Regions from separate parts of the Oryctolagus cuniculus genome. Here region 2 is linked to region 1. The links are chromatin contacts, called in public Micro-C maps. All regions are on one chromosome and are shown on one strand. The core of a region is the stretch at or near the end of the contact, and the rest is flanking DNA. Distances in the headings are between cores, read along the strand shown. Region 1 has its middle 44 kb from the start of GALNT12. Region 2 holds the start of COL15A1 (collagen type XV alpha 1 chain).

Evidence for each region. A called contact is a pair of places that touch in the nucleus more often than the background predicts.
Region 2: a Micro-C map of ear pinna shows a contact between it and region 1, with 2.8 times the contacts expected there. The contact joins the promoter of COL15A1 here to the enhancer-like site in region 1. A contact is called at or near these places in 2 of 6 Hi-C or Micro-C datasets (ear pinna and an unstated tissue).

The regions. Positions count from the first base shown.
Region 1 is chr1:202,514,946-202,522,723 of mOryCun1.1, forward strand. No RefSeq gene overlaps it. Among named protein-coding and RNA genes, the nearest start is that of GALNT12, 44 kb to the left of the region's middle. Within about 2 kb of position 2,291, at least 3 of the 8 cell types and tissues checked have an H3K27ac peak or open chromatin away from gene starts, as enhancers often do. A contact at or near this core is called in ear pinna, where this site is marked.
Region 2 is chr1:202,593,200-202,600,291 of mOryCun1.1, forward strand. COL15A1 (collagen type XV alpha 1 chain) reads left to right here and starts at 3,538. Exons shown (of 43, transcript XM_051843674.2): 1 at 3,538-3,751; 2 at 3,926-4,011; 3 at 4,093-4,178. The coding sequence starts at 4,001. It overlaps LOC127484851 (a long non-coding RNA gene), which reads left to right. Exons shown (of 3, transcript XR_011381200.1): 3 at 1-302.

The DNA of each region.
Region 1 (7,778 bases), core at 1,041-3,540:
CATGTCTGTTGGTATTTCACGGTAGACCAGGAGTCGGGCCTGCTCAGCTCAGCTGGGTTCTCAGCCCTGGGTCCCACGGACTGACTTGAAGGCAGAGACTGGGACAGCTGGCTCTTCCGAGCCACGGGTCTCCTTCCAGGCTCACTGTTGGCTGGCCACATCCAATTCCTAGTGGTTGTGGGACCGAGACCCTCAGCTCCCAGAGGTTGCCAGCTCAGGGAGAGTCCGCTGCTGGCTTTGGACAAATGAGCTGTCAGGTTGTAAGGCGGCCACAAGGCTGAACAAGAGTGTGGCCTCTAGGAACTTGGCCTGGCCAAGTTCAGGTTGAATGTCTAGAATCAGAAACTATGGCTATTGATGACTATCGGTGTTGCTACTGATTGTTACCCCAGTAGCAATGTAGGTGAGGCAGGAGCATTGGAACCGGGGGCTCAGGGATAACCATCAGATACCCACTTACCATTTGAGAAGATTCCACTTTTGAAAACTAGTAAAAATTCCCAAGAAACTGAGTCTTCATCGTGTGACAAGCTCCTTGGCGAGCAGCTGTCTTAGGCAGCGAGGTTGGAGCTGAGTTTCTGTTGGGCTTCAGTTTCCTGCGTCCCTTGTCTCCTATTTGAGTAATGCTCCTCACCCTTGGGCCTGTAGGGTGGGCATCGCCCAGAGGGGGCCTGGGGTTCTGCATATCTCACACTTCGGCGATGCCATTGCTGCCGGCCTGTGCAAGACACTCCAGTGAGACCAAGAGGGAGAGAAAAAAGGCTGGTGCTTGGCCAGGCAGCCGTGCCTTCCTCGCCGGCGCACACTAGATGGTGGTGTTGGTTCAGCAAATATGATGACGCTTTTGAGGAGGTCAAGTGTACAGGTCAGGAAAAATCCTCCGAAGCAGAGAGGCGTGAGATAGGGGTCCCAGAAGGTACCCCGAGGTCTTCTGGTGCCAAGTGTAACTGACTGGGGAAACTGAGGCTGGGGAGAGAAGGGGCTTGCCTGAGACCACACAGCAAGTTGGGGACAGTTTCTCAGTCAGTACCTGCCATCCATTTGGCAACCAGAGTTCTATATTCGGCCTTGGTTTGTGGCTTTTTGTAGTGTTAGAGTAGTTCTCTCTCTCTATTTTAAATTCTATCTGCAAAATTAGCTTTGCTATGTGATATGCAGTTATAAAATCACATTAGTTTTCTGTCCTGATGAAAAGTTCTGTATAGCACATGGCCTGGTGTTTCCTAGGTCCAATCTATTTTGTAAGGCGTGTGCTGGAAACGCTGGCCCCGTCCAGTCTCCCAGCATCTGTGAGATGTGGTGCCCATGCACCACATTCCTCACGTTTAATCACGAACTGCCTTCCATTCTCATGAGCAATCTCTTCCCCTGACCCTTGCCTCCTAAGAGAAGGCTCAGGAGGGTTCACAGAGGGATCGTGACATGGCACTTGGGACAAGGCTCTGCAGCCCCTGGCCGTTAAGCAGTCTGAGTGAGGAGGGACGAGGCCTGTGTGGAGCATGTGCTGCTGATGTGGCTGCCAGCTGTGGGCCTGGCAAGACCCTGGCAGCTTGGGTTTTCCCCAGGTATTGCTGTGTTGGATCAAATGAGGTCAGTTGGGTGAGGCTCACAGCCTCCCCTTCACCCCTGCTAATAGCAGTAATAATAATAATAATAATAATAGCAATCACTAGAACACCATGTGCACTGTTCTAAGCACTTTGTATACCTGTGCTAATTTAATTCTCAGAACATTCAGCAAGTTGCTAGTGGACACACCCTCCCCACCCCCACCCCCACCATTTAAAGGTGAAGACACGGAGCTGTGGGAGGGTAGGGAACTGGTCTAAGGTCTCAGCTACTGGGGCTGGAGTTGGTACCCAGTCTTTCTTCACAGCTCAGCCAAAATGTCTATGTCCTTTTTAGTTTAATTTAATTTAAAGGAATAGAGATAGAGACAGAGACACCTCTCATCCACTGGTTCATTCCCTAACCAGGCGAAAACCAGGAGCCTAGGACTCTGTCTGGGTCTCCCACACGGGTGGCAGGCACCCAGCTACCTGAGCTGTCACCCACTGCCTCCCTGGCTGTGCCTCGGCAGGAAGCTGGGTCAGAAGTGGAGTGAGGACTTGAACCCAGGGACTCCCGTATGGATTGTGGGCATCCTCAGCAGCCACGTGACCACTGTGCCAGACACCCTCCCTGCTCTGTCCTCCCGCCTTGGCGGAGGGGGGACTCACCAAGTCTCACAGCTGGTTCTGTGTGCCCCAGGGCCATCGGCCACTCGTGCCAACTTTCACACTGTGCCAGACAGAGCGTGGCAGCTTCTGAGAGCCTGTCGTGCCTGCAGAGTGCAGACTAGACCAGGTTTACAGCTCACCAAGGACGTCACTGTTCAAAGTGTCAAGTCAGGAAGAAGACCCGGGACAGGGCTGCAGACACAGTGCCCCCGGGGCCCAGACCTGTTCTTCCATGAGCGGTGTCCAAGTAGAGCTCTGGTTACACCCACACCCATGCCCCGCCCACCTTCTCCTTAAAATGGGGCACAGATGGGAGGCATTTCTTCAGTTTCCCCTTTTGAGTTTCTTGCTCTGCAGCCAGAGAGGCCCACAGCCGGCAGCCAGATCAGCAGCACATGCCCCACACAGGCCTCGTCCCTCCTCACTCAGACTGCTTAACGGCCAGGGGCTGCAGAGCCTTGTCCCAAGTGCCATGTCACGATCCCTCTGTGAACCCTCCTGAGCCTTCTCTTAGGAGGCAAGGGTCAGGGGAAGAGATTGCTCATGAGAATGGGAAGACAGTTCGTGATTTCAGCATCGGACCAAGGGGTTGCCAGATGGGTGTGCCTGTTGGCCAGCTCTAGTCATTAACTGCAGGGTGATTGCAACGCAGCTCGGGGTTCTGCTTGCCAACTGTCACAAAAGGGAGCAAATCACTGGGAAGCGGGCGACCCTCGCAGCCCCCAGCAGCGGTCAGCCAGCCCTGGCTTGCCCACCGCCTGCTGATGGGAAGCCCTCGTTCGACTGGCCAGCCCCTTCTGTTCTTGGGTGGCTTTCCAAGCTGAAATGGGTCTCCTTGTAGCCCTGGATCCCCTCTGAGGCCACCCAGCGTGTCTGCTCTCTCCACCCCAGGACAGCCCCTAGAGGGTCACACAGAGAGGCTGTGTCCCCGAATCTCCTCTGCCCCGGGCGGGCCACCCTGGTTTCTCCATCCGTCCCTGTGGGATGTGGTTTTCACCGGGGTTCAGGAAGGGAGGGCAGACAGACGTTTGCATTCACTCTGCTGCTTTTAACTGACGGTCAAGACTCTGGTCTGCACCCCTGCAGAGGGGTCCCGGCCGGCTCAGGCTGACCCCTGTCCTGAGGGGGATAAAATGACCTTGGTCGGCTGTGGGAAGGGGAGATGGGGAGGGGCACTGGGGCACCTGTGTGTATGTAAGAGAGAGAGGGAGGAAAGAGAGAGAGAGAGAGACCAGAAGAAAAGAAATGGTGTTAAAAACATCCCTTCATTTTCCACAGTAGAAAGCCAGTCATAATGGTCTACAATTGAAAAATCTGGAAAAGCAGGGCTGGTTATGATATTTGAAACACAGAGACAAACACAGAAAGAAAGAGCTGGAAGAGTTGCAAGTAGGGGCTCTCAGGAGGTGAGGAGGTGGTGAGGGGAGGAACAGGGGACCCTAGTTTTTTTTTTTAATATTTTTATTTATTTATTTGACAGATAGAGTTACAGACAGTGAAAGAGAGAGAGAGAGACAGAGAGAAAGGTCTTCCTTCCGTTGGTTCACTCCCCAAATGGCTGCAACAGCCAGAATTGTGCTGATCTGAAGCCAGGAACCAGGTGCTTCTTCCAGGTCTCCGATGTGGGTGCAGGGGCCCAAGGACTTGGACCATCCTCTACTGCTATCCCAGGCCACAGCAGAGAGCTGGACTGGAACTGGAGCAGCCGGGACTAGAACCCGGCACCCATATGGGATGCCGGCACCGCAGGCGGAGGATTAACCAAGTGAGCCACAGTGCTGGTTATACCCTAGATTTTATTATAAACCTTAGGGGCTCTTGAGCTTTGTAACCTGAGCAGGTGCATTCCTTTGACTGATAAAAGTTATCTTCAGCAATTCTCCTAACTGGAGTTTAGTCTGAATTCTCATTGTTAGGGACAGAAGGAGGGCCTGACTGTGACTGTATTCGAATGGAGGGCGGAAGTAGTGATGGGATAGACCTGGGTATAAACCCTGCGGGGTCTCTGGCTTCACTTCCTGAGCCGTGGCTTCCTGGGCTGTGAAACAGGGCGAGGCTGGACCCTCGGAGGAATCCTGACGCCGAGAGAGCTGAGCTGAACGCGGCTGGCGGCGCGGAGACGCAGCCAGAATCCATGGTCGGTCGGGGAGCAGAGGCTGGCCAGGCCAGGCTTCCAAGTTGCTCAATCCCAGAGAGATGTTGTGGGGACCAGGGCCGCTGCCACAAACCACGGGGCGTCTCCTGGCCGCGGGAGGAACAGCTGCTCTTTATGAAGACTGCTGGGCTCTGTGCTGGTGGCCGCCGGGGAATTTGTGCTCACTGCCTCCCTCCGCAGGGCCCTTAGGCTTTGAGCCTTTCTCTTCTGCTAACCAGCTCTCTGGGAACACTGCAAATCCAAGGGCAGCAAAGGACTCTGGGTAGAGTTAGGGACTCCACTCCCTGGGAGAGGGCAGGAAGGCGCCGGTTCACCCATGCGGACAACGTCAGGAACATGGACCTCGGCCGCTCTTCAGAGCCCTCGCCGGCCGAGGGACCTGGAAGACTAATGGGAGAGCTCGTCCCAATGAGGACTGGGCTCAGCTGATGATGCCTGGGAGCAGAAGCTGCTGGGAAATTGAACTGCCCTTTGGGCTAAGATGCTGGACAATTCTGGGAACTTGCCTGCAGAACAAATTGATGGATGGGCACCCAGCTGTGAGGGATGAGGGGAGATGTGCTCCAGATGTGGCTGCACCAGAAACAGGGGAGGAACAATAAGACTCCCAGCATCCCCTGGGCCAGGGAGACTTGCAGTCCAGGGAGGAAGGCGGCCAAGCGCCTGGGGCACCAGGTTGCTGGCGTTAGGTGCAAAAATGACTTGGAACTCATTCTGCCCAACCCCCAGACACGGCAGGTTGGGTGCCATATGCCCAGAGAGGGAAGGGGCTGACCCAGCCTCACACAGCAAGGCAGAACCATCATCTGCTGCCGGTCCAGCTTCTGCCCTGTGGCCTGCCCATGTCTCTCACTCCATGGCTCTGCCTTTTAGAATCCCACTCAGGCTGTTTATTTAAAAAAAAAAAAAAAAAGATGCATTTATTCGAAAGGCAGAGTTACAGAGAGAGCAGACAGACAGAGGAAGAGAGATGTGCCATCTTCCTGGTCACTCCCCACATGATCGCGATTTCCAGGGCCGGGCCAGGCCTAAACCAGGAGCCTGGAGCTTCATGTGGGTCTCCCGCATGGGTGCAGGGGCCCAAAGATGGGACCATCGTCTGTTGCTTTCCCAAGCATCTTCACAGGGAGCTGGATCAGAAGTGAGTAGGGTAGCTGGGACTTGAGCCAGCACCCATATGGGATGCTGCAGCACCACAATGCCAGCCCCAAGGGCTGTTTTCTTTATCGAAAGTCAAGGGGAGGGTTTGTTCCGCCACTCTCTGATGGCGAACTGGGCCCTGCTTTAGCGAATGGAGCCTGGCCGCTCTCCTTGCTGGTCCTTTGCTGGCGTGAGCAGCTCCCTCCCCACCACGTGGACTTCCAGGTCTCTGGGGACACCCCTGTGGTTGGAGCTGGTCCTTGTACTTGTGGAGCTGGACTTGGCGGGCCCTCGTCAGAATGTCTGCTCTCTGTCCCCTGAGGGTGAGGACCGGGGCCTCTGTGCCGTGGATGGTAACGTTTTAGACTCACACTTGCTAAAATCTCGAGTTGCTTGTGGTCTCCCGCTCCTTCTACAGCATTCCTCATGTGTGTCTGGGTTATGTTTCCTTTCAGACATTCTATTTTTTCTAGATTATTAAGCTACATACTCTCACCGCTGAAAATTTGGAAACTGCACAGAATATAAAGAACCCACTTAAGTTTTCACTACCCAAAGACAGCAGCATTTGGAAGTGTTTTCTCCCTGTCTTTTCTCATGATCACAGTCTCTTTCGTTTGGCTGAAACTGGCTCATTGATAGCTTCTGCCCAGGGAGCATGGTTTTGTCCCTCGGAGAAAGGCAGATGCGTTTCCTCCGTATCAGGGGTTCAGAGGTAAGAAGTCAGCATCCACCCTCAGAATCTTCCCACCCTGGGAGAATGCCCCAACTTCATTTAATATATTTCATTTTTATTATTTATTTATTTGAAAGCAGAGGAGGAGAACGAGCGAGAAAGAGAGAGAAAGAGAGAGAGGGAGAGGTGTTCCATCTGCTGGTTCACTCCCTGAATACCCACAACAGCCAGAGCTGGGCCAGGCCAAACCCAGAAGTGGAAAATGCCATCCAGGTCTCTCATGTGAGTGGCAGGGCCCCAGCCACCTGAGCCATCACTGCTTCCCAAAGGGTGTGCATCAGCCCGAAGCTGGAATGGAGAGCAGAGTCAACACGCAAACCCAGGCACTCTGATATGGAATGCAGGTGTCCCAAGCAACTTCATCCACTTTACCAAATGCCCTTCCCCTATGCCTTTCTACATGCCAAGATCTATAACAACAATTATAGTTATTGCCATTTGCTGAGTGTGTACTACTTGTAAGAGACGACATTGATTTTCATTCATTCCTTTTTTTTAAAAGATTTATTTATTTATTTATTTTGAAAGAGTTACAGAGTGAGAGGGAAAGATGGAGAAGGAGAGATCCTTTATCCATTGATTCACTCCCCAAATGGCCACAATGGCCAGCACTGGGCCTGGTTGAAGCCAGAAGCCAGGAGCGTCTTCTGGGTCTTCCATATCAGTGGCAGGAGCCCAGGTACTTGGATCATCTGCTGCTGCTTTCCCAGGTGCATTAGCAGGGAGCCGGATCAGAAGTGGAGCAGTCGGGACTTGAACCAGTGCCCCTGTGGGATGCTGCTGTTGCAAGTAGTGGCTTTACCTGCTACGCCACGGCGCTGGCCTTCATTATTTAATCTTCAAAATGACCGCATGAAGGGGATGTCTTCAAGCTCCTATTTATAGGAGAAGAAACTGAGGGTCAGAGAGAATGGGTCTCACTTGGATCAATAGGAACTGAATTCAGTGAGAGGATGGCAGCCGCTTTTTTTTTTTTTTTTTTTAAGATTTTTTATTTATTTGGAAGGTAGAGTTACAGAGAAGCAGAGGCAGATAGAGAAAGAATGAAGTCTTCCATCCGCTGGTTCACTCCCCAAATGACCAAAACAGTTGGAGCTGGGCTGATCTGAAGCCAGGAGCCAGGAACTTCTTTTGGGTCTCCAACGTGGACCCAAGCAGTTGGGCCATCTTCTAGTACTTTCCCAGGCCATAGCAGAGAGCTGGATGGAAAGTGGAGCAGCCGGGACTCAAACCAGTGCCCATATGGGATGCCGGCCCTGCAGGTAGCAGCTTTACCCACTACACCACAGCGCCAGCCCTGGCCTCCTTTAGTCTGACTACTTTATCTCTATTAATGGGACCAGGGGACTCAGCAGCTTCCCTGACAGCTTCGCACAAGTGCCTCTTGAATGCCATCCTAGCAAAGCAAGCCTTCACATTAGCTCCTGACGAAGCCATCTCATTCATTCTGGCTCACAAATTCTGGCTCCTCTTCTGTCTCCGGGGGCACCAGGACTCCCAGCGAGTCCCTGGCACGAGGGTTCAGAGT
Region 2 (7,092 bases), core at 2,288-4,787, 80 kb after region 1:
GTGCTGTGGCACAGCGGGTTAAAGCCCTGGCCTGGGGCACCGGCATCCCATATGGGCGCCAGTTCTAGTCCCGACTGCTCCGCTTCTGATCCAGCTCTCTGCTATGGCATGGGAAAGCAGTGGAGACGGCCCAAGTCCTGGGCCCCTGCACCTGCATGGGAGACCCGGAAGAAGCTCCTGGCTCCTGGCTTCGGATCGGCACAGCTCCGGCCACTGCAGCCATCTGGGGAGTGAACCAGCGGATGGAAGACCTCTCTCTCTGTACCTCACTCTTTCAAATAAATAAAATAAATCTTAAAAAATATGTTTTTCCCATTTTTCCTTAAACACCCTCTTCTATCTTTGGTTGACTTATTTCCAGCAGGAACCCGAGTGCTCTACGCCACTTTTTCTTATAAGCAAAGGTAAAAAGTGTGGTGATAAACAACAGTTGATTTTTAGCCTTGGTGTGAGGACAAAACGGGATAGTGGGGACTGTGGCAAACTGGAGAATATTGTCTTAACTGAAGGCAGTAGCTCCTATCCAATGCCAATCCATTGTTGGCATAGGGAATGTAGGCCTTTTGTGGTCAAGTTTTTCAAACATTCAGAGAGAAGCAAGAAATCCAGATTTTAATGTGCAACTTCCTATTTATTGAACATTGCTAACTAATTTAATTAGGAGGTTGACACCGTGCAGGCCAAACAAAACATGTCTTTCATCCAAATAGAGTCCAGTGCCACCAGTTTACCATCTCTGGTCCAAACAGAGCCATGGAACTCTTATGCAGTCATGGTAGCTGTGGCTTTTTCAAAGAAGTATAGAAATATAGCTCTGGGGAAGGCAATTGTATTCCCAGTTGATGTGGTATTTTGCAAGCAACAGGGAAAGCAAGAACTAAGACAGCGAATTCCCTGTGGTTAGCAGTTCGTAATAAGGGTAATCCCACCAGAGCATGGCGGCAAGCGGGACGGGTTCTTGGAGAACGTGAAGAGATTGAGGAAGAGGCACAGTGGCCAATCTGTTAGGATACGCTTTGCCTTATGGGATGGCCTCACGTGGGGCCACCCTAGCTCTGGAGCGGCTTTGTCTGCTCGTGCCTCCATCCCTTAAGAGCCTTGTCTGGGGTCCTGCCTCTTTCTGGGCAGGTGCCCTCCTCCCCAGGCGTCAGCCCCGATGGTGAGAGTATCATGGGCATGGCCACCTCCACTTTCCTAGAAGCTTCATCCTGTGCCAGGCACCCTAGTAAACGCTTTCTAGCTCAGCAACACCTTGACTCTTCCCCTTAACCTCGGAAGAAAGACGTTTTCTCCACCTCATCTGGCGGATTCACCCCTGTTTCTCAGAACTCACAAACAACAGAGCCAGGATCCAGTCCAGGCAGACCAAGCTTGCAATTCCTGCGCACCCTGCAGACTCCTGTGTGCCAAGTGTCCGGTCCCCAGGGACGGGGAGCTCACTACCTTAGAAGGCTCCTCAGATTCCACATGGATGCCACAACACTGCAGACGGTTCTGCCCTCCTCGGATAACTTTCCTGGCCTGCCAATCTGTCACTCACTGGGGAGATGAGTTCTAAGTTGCATGCTGAGCTGCGCCTGTTTCCCCATGAACAAAATGGAGATGCAGAGAGGTGGCTGGATCAGGTTTCTGGGGTGCCAGTCTGCTCAGGGAGCACCCCTGACCTCACGCGGTCTGCAGGGCCCTGGGCATCCTGCCCACTGGCCTGCCATGGCAGGTCTCTGCCTCAGCACCTCCCCGGCTGCGGGGGGCCCTCTCCAGCCCGGAGTGGGGCGGTTCTTACGTGGGTACTGCTTGCAAAAGTACCCCTGTGAACACAGCCTTCCTCTCCTTCTGAATAGTCCCCAAGCCCCTGGCCGCCCCCCAGCCTGGTTTCGCGTCACTTACTCCAGGAAGTCTCTCTTGACTTCTCCAGGGCTTGCTGGTTACTCCCTTTCTGAAAAACTTTTACATGCATTGTAGGCTCTGTCCTTCATGCCTGTACAGCTCTTGGCAGTGGCCAGCGCAATGTGGGGCTACGAGGTAGCTCACTGAGAGACTCACAGCCACCATCCAGATCACAATCATTACACAGGTGGAGAAATAAAAAAAAAAATCTGACATACAGCAGGACTTGCCCAACTCACTGTGCAGCCAGGACCAGAACCAGACTGGGGTCAAGGCTGCAGCTCCCCAGGGCAGCGGGCCCTCCTCCGAGCCCTCATGACCTGGGCTGGCATTAACTCTCTCATGCCTGAGTACTGTGTCCAGTGCATTTTAGCTCACAGGGGTAGGGAGCAGGCCTCAGGTCTCATCCTTTTGTTCACAAATTGGCAATGTGGCTAAATGGTGAGGAACATGTGTGCTGGCACCCTACCCACTAGCCTGGGCACGTTTTTAGCCACAGCTTCTTCATCCATGAAAAGGGGGGGGGGTGGTCATTACAGTACCACCTTTCCAGGGCGATGGTGGGGATTACACGAGATAACACAGGCAAAGCATTTAGCACAGGGCCTGAGACAAAACCCACGTCCAGTGTATGTTAACTGCCATGGTCATCGCCATGGCCACCTCAAGCGACCTTTTCACTTGGCAGGTGGAGTGACGTGTCCACTAGAGAATGTGCCATGGTACCGAATGAAACCATGCAATTGGGGCACCAGGAGGAGAGGTTCCTGGCTTAGCCTGGCTTCATAAAGGTCCAGGTCAAAGCTGTCTTTGGCGGTGCCACCTCTCACCCCAAAAGTCCTACACAATAACATTTTTAAAAACTTTTTTTATTTGAAGAGGCTGGGAGAGGTGGGAAGAGAGAGACAGAGAGATTTTCCATCCACTGGTTCACTCCTCAAATGCCTGCAACAGTCAGGCTTGGGCCAGGCCAAAGCTGGGAGCCAGGAACTCCATGTGGATCTCCCACATGGGTGGCAGGGACCCAAGTCCTTGGGCCATCTTCCCAGGGTGTGCATTAGCTGGATCAGCAGCAGAGGCTGAACATGCACCCAGGCCCTCTGGTAGGGGGACGCCACGTCCCAGGCAGCAGCTTAACCCATGGCACCGCAAGGCCTACCCTCCTTGGTAGCAATCTTAGAAACAAAACACCCCCCTTCGAGGGTTTCCCCAGCTTTGTGCTAAGCTCTGTACAGAGGGCTAGGCTGCACCCCTGTCCCCACTGAAGCCAGCCAGACTCCTCTCCCCTACAGCCTGTCCCAGGGCCCGGGCGGTGAGGTCTCCTACAAACCCATGCTTCTTCCTTCATCCCAGGGTCATCGGGGTCTCCTACTTGAGCTGAGAACAAAGCAGAGAGACACCCTTGTCCTCCAGGAGTTTACCTTACGGGGACGGGGACGGGCTAGCTAAAGAGAGGGCCGCCTGGAGAACCAGGACTTCATGCCCCGCCTGGGTGCGCCCACTCCTGCGCGTTCGAGTAGGTCCGCGAGCCCCGCGCGCTGGGTGGGGCGCAGCACGCGGGAGCTCAATCCAGCGGGTGACACTCGCTCCTCCTCTCTGAGCCTCAGTCTCCTCGTCTGTCATATAAGGAAATCACAGTGAGCCCAGGCTCTCTGCGCTGTGGCGAGGGAAGCGGTTGGTCCGCGGGGCGGCCCCGACCGGCACGGACTGGACGGCGGGAAGCAGCCGCGTCCCGCGTGCCCGGAGCAGCTCGGACGCGGGGCTTTGGTTGCCACCCGGAGTGGAGAGCGCGCGGGAGAGCGCGCGTGTGTGGCAGGGGAGAAAGGGGCGTGGGGAAGCGGCCGTCGCGGCGGGACTCCCCGGGGTGAGAGAGCGCTCTGGCTGCCCGAGGTGGGGCGCAGCGCGCGGGCGAGCGCAGGGCGCGGCGGAGTCGGGTTTCAGAGCGCGGGTGACTCAGGGCGCGGGCGACTCCGGGCGCGGGCCAGGAACCGGGATCCTGCCCGCCGCAGCCGCCGAGCGCCGCCTTTGTTCGCTGCAGGAAGGGCGAGCGCGGCGGCCAGCGCTCAGCGCCCCTCGGCCTCCGGGGAGCTCCGGGACCCCGCAGACCCGCGAGATGGCGCCAAGGTAGGACCCGCTTCCCCGAGCCCCGGGCCCCTCCTAGCCTCCTGCCCGCCTCACTTTCTCTCCCTCGGCTACTTCTTGCAGAAAGAACGGGCAGGGCTGGCGCCTGCTGTGGCTGTTGCCGCTCTCCGCGCTCCTCTCCGCTGTCACTCAGACCCGCGCGGCGACAGGTAAGCGACCCGGCCTGAGGGTGGCACCGGCTGCCTCTGCGCCCTGGGGAAGTCGGTTCTGGGCGGCGGGCGCGGCTGCGGTGCGCGCTTCATTCCTGGACATAAAAGGGAGTCCTCGGCTCTCCGTGCGCGCTGGCGGTCCTGCCCGCCGCTTCCTCCTGGCAGTGCGGGGCTTCCAGCCGCGAATCGGAGCCCCTGGGCAGCCGGGGCGGTGGAGCCCTGTGTGAGAGCCGGAGGTGTCCGAGCTGGGAGCGGCTCCTCCAGCCCTGGGCGAACAGGGACCTAGGCAGCACCGCGCCCGCGCCGGCGGCGACCGTTAGCCTGGCGCGCACCGCGCCCGCGCTCAGGTCGTGCGCACAGGGTTGGCTCCCGGGAAGGAGCGGTCAGGTGCCCTCTCCGTGCACAGGTGCGACTGCAGCACGACCGCAGCTGGGTCACCTGGCACCTCTGCCGCGCCAGAAATAACGGACCCGAGTCGCTCTTTTGCTTAACTTAGCGCCCAGTTACCTAGGGAGCCCCACCCTAGGGAGTGGTGGGTAGAGGAGCCACGGATGATGGAAAGAACTGGGGGCCGGGGGCCAGGGGATGTGATCCCTTCTGTGTGCGGGGACTGTTTTCCCACCAAGGCTCGGAGGGGGTCCCATGGCTAGAGTGGGATTTGCGTTGAAATGGGTTTTGGTAAGGGGTGTGAAATGGGTTTGGCTGAGGGATCTTGGCCACTGGAGTTCACCTCCTGTGCCTCGGTTTCCTTCTCTGAGTAAGGAGGATAACTTGACCGACTTTCCTGCTGGGGATGCTGTGAAGGGAATGTACCTGGCACATGCCAGGCACAAAATCAGGATCGAAATGACCGCTTGGCCTATGCAATGTGTACGTGATGGAAAGCAATGCAGGCGTTGTTGCAACACTGAGTTTGAGGCGCGTAGGGAGTGGCCCATCCAAAAGCCAGGCCCTTCCCCATGCAGCTTTGCAAAACTGTGCTCTTCCAACAGTGGCTTCTGACCACATTTGGATTTAGGGGATTAGTTCACAGTCTCAATGCAGTAAGGAAATGGGAAACAACCCTTAGTCTCCTGAAAGAAACTGGGGATGGAGCCAGTGGCCTTGATGAACTCTTTGTGTACTTGAAGCAGCCCTGAGCACCCCGGGCTGTTGTCTCCTGGGGAGCAAGACCCAGACGTGATGGTGGCTTTTCCTGCCAGAGTGTCCAGCCTGGTGCTTCTTGCAGATCAACGGGCAACTGGAGCGGAGTTCTGGCTTCCCAGCACCATGGCCCATGTCGGGACATTGCAATTTTGCATGTGATCGAGAGCACTGCCAACTCGCCAGCGAGGGGTAGCGTGGAGTTGCATGGTCTTCTGTGACCTTTGTTGCAACCTGCCCGTCCCCCCCAAAGGAAGAGACCCCTGGGGCAAGACCCTCTGGTGTGGCCTTCTCCTTCCTCCTCCTGCACCAGTGGCCCTCACCGCCAGCTCAGAACCATTGTTTCCCACACGGAGGAAGTCCTGTTCCCATCCATAACACAGAAAGGGAGGGCCTGGAAACCCTCGGAGTGGAGCAGGGTCTGGGGAAGGCCACTTGTAGTCATGCCCCTTTGGGAATCTGAGGGGAATTACTAGAAACGTGAGCTGTGCTTTGGCAAGCCGGATATAGGATGCAGTTTAATATGCCTGACACTTAGGAAATACTCCTTAGGTTCAGGCTGATGTGTGCACATGTTTAGATTTCATTCATGCAACCCTCACCATCACATGTTACTACGTCAGCTGGGGAAGCCGAGGTGCACATCGCCAGCCTCCCACATGACGGGGTAGGGTTTGAGCCAGCCAGGCTACCTCCAGAATCCTTGCCCTTCACCATCCTGGTCTTCAGTCGGAGGCACTTCATAGCTGGAGAAGGTTTTAGAGGCCCTCCAGTGGTCAGTAAACCCCGCCATCCCGGTGTCACTGTCACTGTCGTAACATGCGTCCCCTGTGTCTGTGTGGCATTGTGCAGTCTATAAAGCACTTAGCCTTCACCAAGTCATGAGAGCCACCACCTGGTAAGTCTGGCTGCACCCTACAGAGGACACAGGGAGAGTGTGTGGCTTGTAACAGGCTCGGGCCATGACAGGCCTCCCCCATCTGTGGATTGCAAGACTGGGGCTGTTTCTCCCATGGGGCCATTGCTCAACTGGCTATAAAAAATATCGCTGAGACTTTATAGCCCTGACATGAGCCAGCAGTGTTCTAAGTGTCTCATGTGAATTAACTCAGTCCTCACAAGTCCATTTATTATCCCCTTTTACCGAAGAAGAAACTGAGGCACAAGGTCGTTTGTCCAAGGGCATGCAACCTTCAGTGGTAAACATATAGTTTGGATGCAGAGGGTCTAAATCCAGAAATTTTTACTCTTTTTTTTTTCAAAAAAAGTTTTTTAAAGATTTATTTATTTATTTTAAAGTCAGAGTTACAGAGAAGCAGAGTCGGGGTGGGGGGGGGTCTTCCATCCGCTGGTTCACTCCCCAAATGGCCACAATGGCCGGAACTGGGTTGATCCAGAGCCAGGAGCCAGGAGCTTCTTCCGGGTGTCCCACATGGGTACAGGGGCCCAAGGACTTGGGCCATCTTTCCTAGGCCATAGCAGAGAGCTAGATCAGAAGTGGAACAACTGGGACTTGAATGGGCACCCATATGGGATAATGGCACTGTAGGTGGTGGCTTTACTCACTATGAGACAGCACCGGCCCCACTTCCGTGAGCTTTTAAAAAAGTTTTACTTTTTATTTATTTGACATGAAGAGTAACACAGAGACAGGGAGAGAGAGAGAGAGAGAGAGAGAGAGAGATCTTCCATCTGCCGGTTCACTCCCCAGATGGCTTCAACAGTTGGGGCTGGGTCATGCTGAAGCCAGGAGCCTGGAACTCCACCCAGG